Linked DNA regions of Zea mays: region 1 is linked to region 2. Evidence: chromatin contacts called from public Hi-C data. All regions are on one chromosome and are shown on one strand. Each heading gives the region's core, a stretch centred on a gene start, on an enhancer-like site or on the middle of the called end of the contact. The rest is flanking DNA. Distances are from core to core; before and after follow the strand shown.

Region 1 (6,768 bases), core at 3,182-5,681, 160 kb before region 2:
TTGCCTGATTTGTTAGTAAGCACATAAGAAGGATCAAAAGTCTTAAATGAAACATTAGGTTCATTTGATGCAATAGGAGATTTCCTTTTAGGCAATTTTACATGAGTGGATTGCCTAGAACCAGATGCCTTACTCTTATACATAAAAGCATGATGAGAGCCAGAGTGAGACTTGCTAGAATGAATTCTCCTAATTTTGTGCTCGGAATAACCAGCAGGATACAAAATATAGCCCTCGTTATCCTGAGCCATGGGAGCCTTACCCTTAACAAAATTAGACAATCTTTTAGGGGTATTAAGCTTGACATTGTCTCCCTGTTGGAAGCCAATGCTATCCTTAATGCCAGGGCGTCTCCCACTATAGAGCATGCTTCTAGAAAATTTAAATTTTTCATTCTCTAAGTCATGCTCATTAATTTTAGCACTAAGTTGAGCTATGTGATCATTTTGTTGTTTAATTAAAGCTAGGTGATCATGAATAGCATCAACATCAATGTCTCTACATCTAGTACAAATAGTAACATGTTCAACACTAGATGTAGAGGGTTTGCAAGCATTCAATTCATCAATCTTAGCATATAAAATGGCATTCTCATTTCTAAGATTGGAAATAGAAATATTGCAAACATTTAAATCTTTAGCCTTAGAAATTAATTTATCATTCTCAATCTTAAGGCTAGAGAGAGATTCATTCAACTTGTCAATCTTAGCAATCAAACTAGCATTATCATTTTTAAGTTTGACAAGAGAATCATCACACACATTTAATTTCTCAACCTTATCAATTAATTTAGCATTCTCATTTCTAAGGTTGGAAATAGTGTCATGGCAAGTGCTTAGCTCACTAGTCAATTTATCACAATTTTCTATTTCCTGAGCATAAACATTTTTAATCTTAACATGCTTCTTGTTTTCCTTAATTAGGAAGTCCTCTTGGCTATCCAAAAGTTCATTCTTCTCATAAATAGCACTAATTAATTCATTCATTTTTTCCTTTTATTGCATGTTTAGGTTGGCAAAAAGTGTGAGCAAATCATCCTCATCATCACTAGAGCTAGCCTCATCACTAGATGTTGTATATTTAGTGGAAGCTCTACATTTTACCTTCTTATTTTTGTCGTCCTTTACCATGAGACACTTGTGGCCGACGTTGGGGAAGAGGAGACCCTTGTTGACGGCGATGTTGGCGGCGTCCTTGTCGGAGGAGGAGTCGGTGGAGCTCTCATCGGAGTCCCACTTCCGGCATACATGGGCATCGCCGCCCTTCTTCTTGTAGTATCTCTTCTTTTCTCTTCTCTTTCCCTTCTTGTCGTCGCCCCTGTCACTATCACTGGATAATGGACATTTAGCAATAAAATGACCGGGCTTACCACACTTGTAGCAAACTTTCTTGGAGTGGGGCATGTAATCCTTCCCCCTCCTTTTCTTGAGGATTTGGCGGAAACTCTTGATGATGAGCGCCATCTCCTCATTGTCGAGCTTGGAGGCGTCGATGGGGAGCCTACTTGACGTAGACTCTTCTTTCTTCTCTTCCGTCGCTTTGAATGCGACGGGTTGCACCTCGGGTGTGGAGGTGGCGCTTCGCTTGATGATTTGTTTGGAGCCTTTGCTCATCAATTCAAAGCTCACAAACTTTCATATAACCTCCTCGAGAGACATTAGCTTGTATCTAGGATCACCACGAATTAATTGTACTTGTGTAGGATTAAGAAAAACAAGTGATCTTAGAATAACCTTGATCATTTCATGGTCATCCCATTTTGTGCTCCCGAGGTTGCGCACTTGGTTGACCAAGATCTTGAGCCAGTTGTACATAGCTTGTGGATCCTCTCCTTGATTGAGCATGAACCGACCGAGCTCCCCCTTGATCGTTTCCCTCTTGGTAATCTTGGTCACCTCGTCTCCTTCGTGCGCGGTCTTTAGTACGTCCCAAATCTCTTTGGCACTATTCAACCCTTGCACCTTATTATACTCCTCTCGACTTAGAGAGGTGAGGAGTATAGTAGTTGCTTGGGAATTGAAGTGTCGGATTTGGGCGACTTTATCCGCATCATAATCTTCATCCCCTACGGATGGTACTTGTGCTCTAAATTCAACAATGTCCCATATGCTTGTGTGGAGTGAGGTTAGGTGATACCTCATCATATCACTCCACCTACTATAATCTTTACCATCAAAAACTGGTGGTTTGCCTAATGGAATGGAAAGTAAAGGAGTGTATTTAGAAATGCGAGGATAGCATAGGGGAATCTTAATAAACTTCTTGCGCTCATGACGCTTAGAAGTGACAGACGGCGTGTCGGAGCCGGATGTAGAAGGTGATGAAGAATCGGTCTCGTAGTAGACCACCTTCTTTATTTTCTTTTTCTTCTCGCCGCTCCGATGTGACTTGTTGTGTGAAGGGGATCCCTTCATCTTGTTGTCGGACTCTCCCGAAGGAGCCTTCCCGTGGCTTGTGGCGGGCTTGTCACCGCCGGTCCCAATCTCCCTCTTGGTGGATGCTCCCGACATCACTTCGAGTGGTTAGACTCTAATGAAGTTCCAGGCTCTGATACCAATTGAAACTCGCCTAGAGGGGGGTGAATAGGCAAATCTGAAATTTACAAACTTTAAGCACAACTACAAGCCGGGGTTAGCGTTAGAAATAAAGTCGAGTCCGAAAGAGAGGGCGAAAACAAATCACAAGCAAATGAAGTGTGTGACACGGTGATTTGTTTTACTGAGGTTCGGTTCTTGCAAACCTACTCCCCGTTGAGGTGGTCACAAAGACCGGGTCTCTTTCAACCCTTTCCCTCTCTCAAACGGTCACCTAGACCGAGTGAGCTTTTCTCCTCAATCAAATGGGTCACTTAGACCACACAAGGACCACCACAACTTGGTGTCTCTTGCTTTGATTACAAAGGTGTTGAGAACAAGAAATGGGGAAGAAGAAAAGCGATCCAAGAACAAGAGCTCAAAGAACACGAGCAAAAACTCTCTCTCTAGTCACTATTTGCTTGGAGTGGAAATGGGACTTGGAGAGGCTTTGATTCTATTTGATTTGTGTCTTGTATTGATTGCACTAGCTCTTGTATTAAATGTGAAGTCTGAAAAACTTGGATGCCTTGAAGTGTGGTGGTTGGGGGTATTTATAGCCCCAACCACCAAAGTGGTCGTTGGGGAGGCTGTCTGTCGATGGGCGCATCGGACAGTCCGGTGCGACACCGGACACTGTCCGGTGCACCAGCCACGTCACCCAACCATTAGGGTTCGACCGTTGGAGCTCTGACAGATGGGGCCACTGGGCAGTCACTGTTCATTGTTCGGTGTGCCTTCTGGCGCTTGCTCTGACTCTACGCGCACTGTCCGCGCACTGTAGCTGTGTCAGCCGTCCGTTGAACTCGATCGTTACGCTGGCGACCGTTGCTTCACTCGGCACACCGGACAGTCCGGTGAATTATAGCGGAGTGGCTTTTCTAGAAACCCGAAGGTGGCGAGTTCGAGTTGATTCACCCTGGTGCACCGGACACTGTCCGGTGGAACACCGGACAGTTCGGTGCGCCAGACAAGGGCAACCTTCGGTTTTCTTTTGCTTCTTTCTTTTGAACCCTATCTTGGACTTTTTATTGGTTTGTGTTGAACCTTTGGCACCTGTAGAACTTATAATCTAGAGCAAACTAGTTAGTCCAATTATTTGTGTTCGGCAATTCAACCACCAAAATTATTTAGGAAAAGGTTTGACCCTATTTCCCTTTCAGGGGTGAGTGGTGGGGTATTCATGAAGAAGAATAACATAATTCTATTGCATGAATCTTCTTTGAATCAAGCCTACGGACTCAGTCATGTTCCTTGCTCTCCCTTCTATTTGTGCTCTCTCTTCCTTCTAGATTATGTTCTCTAGTACAATCCTAGAGTGCGAAGGTTGGGTTTGTGACAGTCTCACATGTGTGTCAGGATCAAGTCTCACACATATGATGACTCAGTGTACTGAAATCAATGTCACATCTTTATTACTTAATACAACTTCTATACATAATAACTTAATAAGTTGCACCATATGACGGCAATGATCCTCCACAACCATAGTTGGCTAAGAGACGATGGCGTAGTCGCCTAAACCTCTTCGAACTCATCTTCTTGACATTCTTCCTCTGGCGATACCTGTTCTTGACCTGATGTGATTATAGCAATGGTGAGCTCCCATACGGTCATCGCTCAACAAGTGTGGGGAAAAGTGTAGTATAAAGCTTACCAAGGAAAATCTTGAAGGCCGAGCATAACTTTTAATTTTTTTGGTCAAAATTTTATCAACAATTACTAAGTATAAGTAAATACCATCCTAACTAAATACTTGATCGATATTGAAGAATTCCCACAATGCAATGTATGACAGGTTAAGTTTAATTCTATAAATTACTCATGTGAGGGTCCAAGTCGCTCATGACCGTGAGCATGACTGATATACCAATTTTAGACTCTGCAGAGGTTGCACATCTTTACCCACAAGACGTGTTTCCCTTTTAGCCTGGGTTAGCTAGACCCTTAGACACTCTAAGGTAAATGGCTAGGGATCCCTTGTAAGGCCTTTACAAAGTTCCACTAGGTTGAGAAATCCACTACGGTTTCAAGAAGAAGGGAGTATAGGAATCCCACGTCCAAAAAGTCATCGCGGCATGATCAACCCGAGAACCTCTGTATACTATGTAGTGGCACACTCCCCTCTTGCCCCTTTCGGGTAAGATAATCTCTTACTAGCTTTCCTAATTAATTGGTCAAGGACGTCTCATTCTACCCTTATGGTAGCACTGTTCTCCAATTAAAATAAATGATCTTATTATGAACAACAAAGAATTCATTGACAATAATAATAAAGTACGATCATAATTCATATATATCATTAATTCCAAAACCAGGTACAACAATAGCAAGATTACCTAATAATTCATTAGTATGCAAGGTGTAGGGTAAACAAGACTAGGTAACCTATTAGGTTCCATCAATTTAACCTAACAGTGCAAACATGGTGAGAATATGACAGTTAAATTTATTAGGTCAAAAATGTGATTAAGAACCCAAAACCCTAAACACAACTTGACTTTTACTTGCGATAACCTGCTACTTAGATGTCTCTCCAAAGTTCGGCTTCAGACTCCTCGTGACTTCGCTTTCTATTCATAGAAATACATAAAAATAAGCAAATAATAGATACAGTAACATTACACCAAAACATGAAAACAAACTATGTGATAATATTCTACGCGTCGCTACAAGGTCGTAGGTTCTAGAATCACTAAAATTGGAGTTATAGCTAAAAAGATATAGCTTTCAAAAGATTCAGGTGATTTAATACATAAACTATGTTCTATATTGATTTTAATAAATCATATGAAAAAGATATTCCAAAGAAATAACTAATTTAGCTTTAATCTAAGTTATAACTTAATTAGAAATCACAAGCTAAATAAATTAGTAATCTATCTTTGAAAACATGTTATATGATAAGATAAGGTTACTAAAGTGTAGGTAAGATTATTACGAAGATAACGCAACTTAAATTGATTAAATCCGATTTAGGATGCAAAAGTTATGAGTTAAATAAGTTTTAGGGTATTTTAATTTTTATTTTGCACTTAAAATAGATTCTGGGGCTATATTGCAAGTACTATGGACTCTAATGTAACTACTTTACACATACCAAGGACGGTGGGTTTGTTTTAAGAAAGTCTGAGGACTCGTTTGCAAAACAGAGTCGACCGAAGGGGTACGCTGCTACCTAGGCCATCCGATTAATCTCAACGACGCTAATTAGATCGCGGACTCTATGTGACGATTGTCCTCGGATCGAGGATCAGTGGTTTAGATTTTAGTAAGGCTTGATCTCTTCTACGGCTCCTGCGCAATAAACGAACCGGTACACTCCGCTTATAATCTCCATCGTCCGCTACACGGGTCGACGGATGCGCGCCTCCCCTTCTCTCTCTCTCTCATCTACATCGAGCCCAGCGGCGCACATGGTGAGCATGGCGGCACCATCGCCGATGAGATACACATCCTACACCCCGGTGCGAAGTCCTCTAATCAATTAGGTGCTACATAATGCGGGGGCAATGGCGAACTCGACGGATGTGCCCTTACCAGATATGGCTGCCCACGACGATGGTGGCCTTGCGACGGTGATGTACCCCGGCGACGAATTACCTGCACTCTCCCTGCTATTGCCCTCAATCAATCCTTCACGTACGTTATTCGTGCTTCATCACAACACCTCAACCTCTCAGCGACGACTCGACGATGGCACACTCGATTCAAGCGCGGCGGCTCTACCATATCTCTATACTCGCTCGGCCAAGGGACGGTGGCGGGGCTCTCGGTTTCTCTTGGCTCGGCAATAGAAGATAGATGAGGAGGGGTCTCATATATATGCAGAAACCAGGGCTAAACAGTGAGTTATGCAGCCGTTAATCTGTACTATAAGCTTCTTGCTCGTGCTGGCCATGCTCACGGCCACCCTTGGCCCCTTCGTCGCCATTGCACATAGAGGTTAGACATAATCCGCATTTGCATCTCTGCCTGCTTTTAACCTTACTCTTCTAGTATCTGTAAGACTTCCCAGGCCATTCCCTTCTCAGTTTTAAGCATGCATGTTTGATGAACTGATACACCTTGTGTCTGTTTCCAGAATTACTGCCAGTGACTCGCAGCAAGGGGGAGCAGAAATAAAGCTGGTAAGAATCTGAATCAATGTCAAGTGATAAATTATGTAACCAGGGCTCATCTCTCTGGCTACAGA
Region 2 (6,817 bases), core at 3,438-5,937:
TCTGCTAGCTTCTTCAAGAGCGAGCATGCATGGCGCGACGTACGTACTCTAGAGCGCGCGCGGTGCCTAGCGCTATCCTCGCGCGGGTGTTCCATGCGAGCCTAGTAGTCTTGCCCGGCATCGTCATCCCGTCGTCGTCAGAGAAGTGCAGCATGTCATGCAGCGTTCCGTTCCCGACGTACTCGTACGCAAGGAGCCTCTGCCCGTGCTCCACGCAGTAGCCTGCAAGGGGCACGATGTTTGGATGCCTGAGCCGGGACACGTTCGACACAACCGCGAGAAAGTTGTCTTCTTCGTACAGAGACAGCGAAGCGCTGTCTATCTTCTTCACAGCAAGTACCTGCCATCATAGAACCGATTCAGTTTCAGAATCATAACAAAACAAAACAAATTAATAGTTGGTTAGCATAAGCAATGCTATAGGTCAACATTCTTTTTATACATTAGTTTTCCTATCCTATCATTTACCTTCCCGTTAGGAAAAACAGCCTTGTAAACACGCCCAAGCGAGCCCTCGCCTAGGAGAGAGTCTTGGCAGAAGCTGTTCGTAGCGACTTGGAGAGCAGCAACTGTGTAGGAACTCACTGTCGTCACAGTAACCTGCTGCTTTGGCCTTTTGGCGGTACAACCGTTTGGACCATGCGCTCTGTCGTCCGGAGTCATCTTTCCAGCAGGCTGGATCAGTTGGAGGTCTGAAGTTGCCACAGCAGCGTTGTCATGGCTACTGTCCATGACTTCCCTGCTAGACGCTGCAGCAACAGAACACATGTACAATTAAGGAATGTAACAATATGAATGCATGGTCCAACAGCAACGCCATGCATGATTCTTATCTGATGAAATTATGAGTCACTAGTCACTACTAGATGCGAACCCGCAATACCTTTCGCTTCACTGCTCCCATCATCGGGTTTTTTCCGTGCGTTGTGGAGGCACAACACCAGCGCGAAAAGAACGCACGAGGCAGCAGCTATTGAGCCAACAGCTATCCCTACAAGAGGTCCCGTTTGCATCTTCTTGTCGTCCGGGTCAATGGGAGTCTCCGGGACAGTTGGAGCGCTGGTTGGTCCCCGACGATCGTCTGGCCGGCCACGTGGATTCGGAGGTGGCGTCAGAGCTTGTGGCGGGGAGGCAGGCATATTGACAAATGAGTTTCCTGCAACTCTGTGGTTGCAAATTTGCAATTGCACCACCAATAACACATCATCAGCATGTATATATGTACGTACATGTGGTTAAAACAGGAGATTGAAAAGCAAAGCGTACTTGCGCATACATTAGGTTTGGGATCGAGCTGAACTCTTGGGGTATCATGCCGCTGAAATTGTTGCTTGCAATATCTCTGTTCGAATGTCGATCGTAATACATAACAGGCTATCAGATGAGTTTTTTTTTCTTCATGAAAGGAAAAAAAATAGCAGTCATATATATATATATATATATATATATATATATATATATATATATATATATATATATATATATATATATATATATATATATATATATATATATATATGTGGGAAGCTACTTACAGTGTCGCAAGGCTTATGTTGCTGATGACATCAACTGTGCCCGACAGCTGATTGTTTTGCATATAACTGCACATAACAGGCACAAGAAGGAAACTATCAGAGCCACGAGAAAGAAATACAGATATATAGGGAGCATCTGAATAATACTTACAGGCTAGAAAGTTTTGACAGGGAGCCCATTGAGAAAGGAAGATTCCCCGTGAGGTTGTTGAAAGATATGTCTCTGCAAGGATTGTAGTTATCAGACGATGAATTCATAGGGTATAAGAGCAGTTAATCTTATATTGTACTAACGCTATCATCATCCTCACTAGGACAGATCAAGTGATTTTGAATGCATTTCTTTTAAAAGGTAAAGAATCAGATTGTATTTGAAGGCTCTTTGTATTATAAATGAATTTCCCTTCCGGTCAAAATAAGTCACCCTAGGATCCATGACTCAAACAATTTTAATTTGAAACAATAATGTGTATATATGATCGTTAGATTGGCCACATGAAAACGGTATCAGTAGAGATTTTCTTGAAAAAAAAAAACTCTTTTTATTAGATTCTACAGATACCTCCTATGATTGGAAATGAAGTCCATCTAGCTTTGTACTAAGTCAAATTAGTTTAACTTTGACCATTAATTAGTTAAAACACAAGATTTTCATTACTAGATTTGGTTGTGTGCAAACCACTTGCAGAGGCTGGAATAAAAATTCATTTTTTTCTAAAAAAAGGTGTATCTGCAGAGAAAACTAATTTTATAGTAAAACAAATTTTAATCTCAGATAAGATATTGGTAGTCAGAGAGTTAACTTTTTTTTGACTTAGGACAGACGTAGAGGGGTAACATTTGTGACCAAAAGAAGCATGTTAAATTTTTATTTGATGGCAATGTTATATTTTGAATATTGCATCGGTACTTACACTTATTTTCTAATGCATAAAACATTCAATACTGAAATAGTTTGTGCAGGATCAAAAATTTCAACCACACAATACTCAAGTCGAGCTTGCGTACGAAAACAGCGGTTCAGTAGGCCTTACAGTTCTGAGAGTGAACTGAGGCTTCCAAACAGTTCTCCGATTTCCTGAAACAACGAGTTGTGGCTGAGGTTGCTGCAGGCAGTGGTTCATTGGAGTTAGATTGTGCTAACCAAAGAGACCATCACAAAGCAAATCTCATCTTCTGCAATGGATAGTAACTTACAGGTACTCAAGCGAGACCAGGTTGGATATAGAGTACGGAAGATTACCAGAGAAGTTGTTTTTCGCCAGGTTCCTGCGTTCGCTTTGATTCAAATCTCAAGAATCAAATAGCATGAACAAAACATGTACAGGTTTGGGGGCGCATTACAGATAGGTAAGGTTTGATGGCAGCTGGTAAGGAATTGAATCGTGCAAGTAGTTGTTGCTCAAGTCCCTGCAAGTTTAGAGCCGCGAGGATATGAATGATGAAAAGGACACCCATAACTGAAGAGCTATATAATAGTCTCAAGCGTTAGCTCATACATCGTTTTCAGAGCCTGCAGGCTTGACAACTGATAGCCAAGAGTGCCGTTCAGCTCCATACCAGAAAGCTTGCTGCAAGGCGTGGAGAGAGACAGAACAGAATACTCCAGTTAACAGGTGAATTCAAATAGCCGTGACTGTAAACAGAAAAAAAAAACAAAATGAATATGACAAGGTCCACACGCGTTTTGAAGGAAACATTTCTACTCTGCAAAACTTTATTTGCATACTAAAGAAGATTTGAATAGCTTTATTTGCAGCACATATCTCCAGTCCAGATACTGTCAAGGGGAACTTTGGTTGAAAAAAATAACGCTACGAATTTCAGCTACAAAATTACGCTGAGCTGCATTTAGTACCTACCGGAGCTGAAGAACACAATGCGTGGCCATCGCTCTCATCATAGCACGCATGAAAAAGCAGTGCGTTGTGAGTATCATATATTATCTCCAGGACCAGCTGTACAGTGTTGTGATCGTTATTATAAATAGCCGTTTGGCCCATAACAGCATTGGCGGCCCAATTTTTTTTGGTGGAAAAGCGTGGCGGCAGCAGCAGTGGATGGATGTACTTGAGTTTGAGTACTTGTAAATGCTAGGCACCACTAACAAACTTTTCAGCAAGCAAGCAAGCAAGCAGCACGAGAAAAAGGTTCAGATAAATCCAAAGTGACCGAAGTGGGTGGGCGAAAAAGATAGAGAGCAAGCACCGGCACCGACGTCCTTATAGTCATACTAGAATAGAATGGTAGAATCACAGCTGGATCATGTGGTGGAATATCCTGTCGTTTTCATGGCTACGTACGTAGAAAGTCTAGTAGATTTGGTGTGTGTGTGTGTGAGAGAGAAAGAGAGTCTCGTCACTTGACTATACATTGAGGTGACGGCGGAGCCCGAGCAGGAGACGCCCGTCCACGCGGCGCCGCAGGGGTCGCCGCCGCTGGCGGACCAGCCGGCGAGGCGCGCCGGGCTGTTCCAGGAGCTGTAGAGGTTCCCCAGGGCGGCAACTGCGAGAACCAGAGCACCCGGTCAGTCATACCTTAGCTGCAAGAATACATTTGGGGAAGGCGGGCGGGCGCGGTCCGCTGAAACTGCATTTACCGTCGCCGGCGTCGGTGTCGGCTTCCGCCACCGCCGCAAGCGCGACGAGCTGGAGGAGGCCGGCGGCCAGTGTCGCGGTTCTTGGCTTCATGCTTCCCTTCTCTCTCTCTCTCTCTCTCTCTCTCTCTCTCTCTCTCTCTCTCTCTCTCTCTCTCTCTCTCTCTCTCTCTCTCTCTCTCTCTCTCTCTCTCTCTCTCTCTCTCTCTGTGTGTGTGTGTGTGTGTGTGTGTGTGTGTGTGAGTGTGTCTGAATAATCTCTTCCGGCTGCAGTGCTCCTCTACACGGCCATAGAGATGATCACCGTGGGCGGCAGCACCTCCCCCTCACCCTGCTCCTCCGCAGCTCTATCTATCATCCATCAGCGACAGCCGAGGGAATGGGATGCAGTGTGGTGTCGGCAAAGCTCACTCTCTCTGTCTGCTGTGCTGCTGCCAGCTGGGACTGGGAGGGAGGAGGGAACAGAAGAGAGAATGAACAGGTAGAGCGGAGAGGACGACGGTCGGCGTGACCAAATTTGGAGTGCGGCAGGGGTCTCGCATCGCACTCGAACACCACCGATGCTGGACCGGCACGGGTCTGGTCTGGTCTGGCATGTTCCATACCGTGTTTGTGTCTAGGCCATATATTCGGTGTACACTGTCAGCATGGGTATGAGTGACACCACCTAGAACTGGATTCATAAATGCGGTTCGATACTTTTTTTCTATCGTTGGATTCTCTCTACTCATATAGTGGCGCGATCCTTTTATCAGATTAATAGTGCCCTCTATTATGCCGTGTTAAATCGTGCTAGGATCAGATGAGAGCCGAACCGTCCGTTCCATTTGGGACATGTACAATTGTATAAGAGGACGACGATTGCGAGCTCTAAACAACTCAAAAAAAAAAGCGGACGCTCGGAATGACGGTTGCCTGCCGGATTGATTGAATGATTATTCGTTGGGTGCAGCATCAGAAAAAAAACCATTAGTCAAGCATGCTAGGTCCGCACTATGCTCCATCATCCCCTCGGCCCTCAAAAAGGTTGTTTCATTGTTGTGTGTGTGTGTGTGTGTGTGTGTGGGGGGGGGGGGGGGGGGGGGGGGGGGGGTGCAAAAGCCAAACCGACAGCGGTTAGCTGAAACGAACGAGCGAACCAACACAGTTAATGTTTGGCCAAGCAGTATTGCAAAACGAACACAGTACTGTGTATGAGATGAAGCTGAGTTTAACTTCTGCATTTCACCCCACACCTCTCTGGATTCTGGAACATCTTGATACTGTACTTGGCTATTTCTTCCTATTGTCAGTTCTCGCCCTCTGTCATGCTAGACATGGCATGTGCATGCGCCGACGCACCAAATCTGACAATAGCGCTCCCTAATCACTTCACCACTTAGGTCTTGTTCGGTTAGAGGTAGATTAGAGGTGATTAAATTCTTTTATATACAAATTTGTATATTTCCTCTAATCCATTTCAAACCGTTAGAAAGATGTTTGGTTTATAGAGACTATTTTATAGTCTAATTTATTCTATTTTAATCTCTAAATTACTAAACCTAAAATTCTAACTAAAATGAAGTAAAATGGAGGGATTAAAAATTAGTTCTTAGAAACTAATTACCTCTTATAATAATAATAATGAGGAGGGTAATGGATCGCCCGTGACTTGCGGTGTCCTGCCCGCCCGTGACAGGTAGGGCCTACTAATGGCCAGTGACGAGCTTTCCAACGACAAGCAGGCTGCCAAAGACACTCACTCGAGAAAGGAAAGGATGCCGCGCCAAGCAAAGGCGAGTCCCGCGCGCACAGTGTGTGTGCGCGTGTAATGAACCACGCAGATCCAGACGGGCGCGCGCGCGGCCGCCCGGCCACGGCATGTGCCGCTTCCTGGCGCTCCGGATTGGGGTGCGCTAGCAGCCAGTCTTTACAGCTGAATTCGTTTTGTCGGCGCTCGGCTCCGCTCGGCGGTCTCCCAGCTCTCGTCTCGTGCAGAGATGGCCCGAAACCTGGTGGGTTTTTGTTCTATTAGGGCTAGTTTGACAACCTCAATTTCCTAAGAGATTTCAATTTTTCCATGGGAAAATGAACTAATTTCCCTTAGGAAAATAGAAATCCCTTGAGAAATTAGGATTCCCAAACTAGCCCTTAGGGTATAGATTTGGATCAATTTCTTTACTCATAGGTTTGTTAATGGGTTCAAATGTAAACCCAACGGGTACGTGGACATGTGTCTGTTCTTCCACTACACATGCCCACAAACCCGTGGGTTTTTAAAACTCGCCTTAAAATCAACATTCCTTATAAATATGTCTCATAATATTATTAATTAAATATGTTCTAATTGAAATAAACTTCATGTAACAAATTTTAAGCTAAAATTAGTTATCACGTATTCCTTTTATACTAGTTTATTAATGTATTGATTGTGAGTTATTTTTTATGTTGATGTTAGTGGGTATAAGAAACCCGTTGGGTACCCGAAACCTGTATGGGTATGAGTTTGAGCAAAATTTTATACTCGTCATGGGTATGAGTTTTTTAGCGGGTGTATTTTTTCTTCGCGGGTATGAGTTTGAGTAAGTAATACCCAGCGGGTTTTTATCCATTGCCATCTCTAGTCTCGTGGCATTTAGCACGTACGGAAAGGGTGCTCGGCGGCCAACGCATCATCAAGGCTCTTGCTAGCCGCGATCCAGGATTC

What was found. A called contact is a pair of places that touch in the nucleus more often than the background predicts.
Region 1: a contact with region 2 is called in a Hi-C map of tassel, with 2.2 times the contacts expected there. The contact joins the promoter of LOC103640121 here to the promoter of LOC103638754 in region 2. A contact is called at or near these places in 5 of 25 Hi-C or Micro-C datasets (ear, endosperm, leaf and 1 more).

The regions. Positions count from the first base shown.
Region 1 is chr9:102,712,869-102,719,636 of Zm-B73-REFERENCE-NAM-5.0, reverse strand. LOC103640121 reads left to right here and starts at 4,431. Exons shown (of 7, transcript XM_020544666.2): 1 at 4,431-4,446; 2 at 6,405-6,518; 3 at 6,615-6,703. The coding sequence starts at 4,431.
Region 2 is chr9:102,556,685-102,563,501 of Zm-B73-REFERENCE-NAM-5.0, reverse strand. It overlaps LOC103638754 (protein STRUBBELIG-RECEPTOR FAMILY 8), which reads right to left and starts at 4,687. Exons shown (of 15, transcript XM_008661579.4): 1 at 4,135-4,687; 2 at 3,908-4,040; 3 at 3,035-3,106; 4 at 2,880-2,945; 5 at 2,733-2,804; 6 at 2,570-2,641; 7 at 1,687-1,758; 8 at 1,536-1,601; 9 at 1,277-1,342; 10 at 884-1,164; 11 at 469-749; 12 at 48-340. The coding sequence starts at 4,225. It overlaps LOC103638755 (a long non-coding RNA gene), which reads left to right and starts at 3,553. Exons shown (of 2, transcript XR_559010.4): 1 at 3,553-4,061; 2 at 4,405-4,887.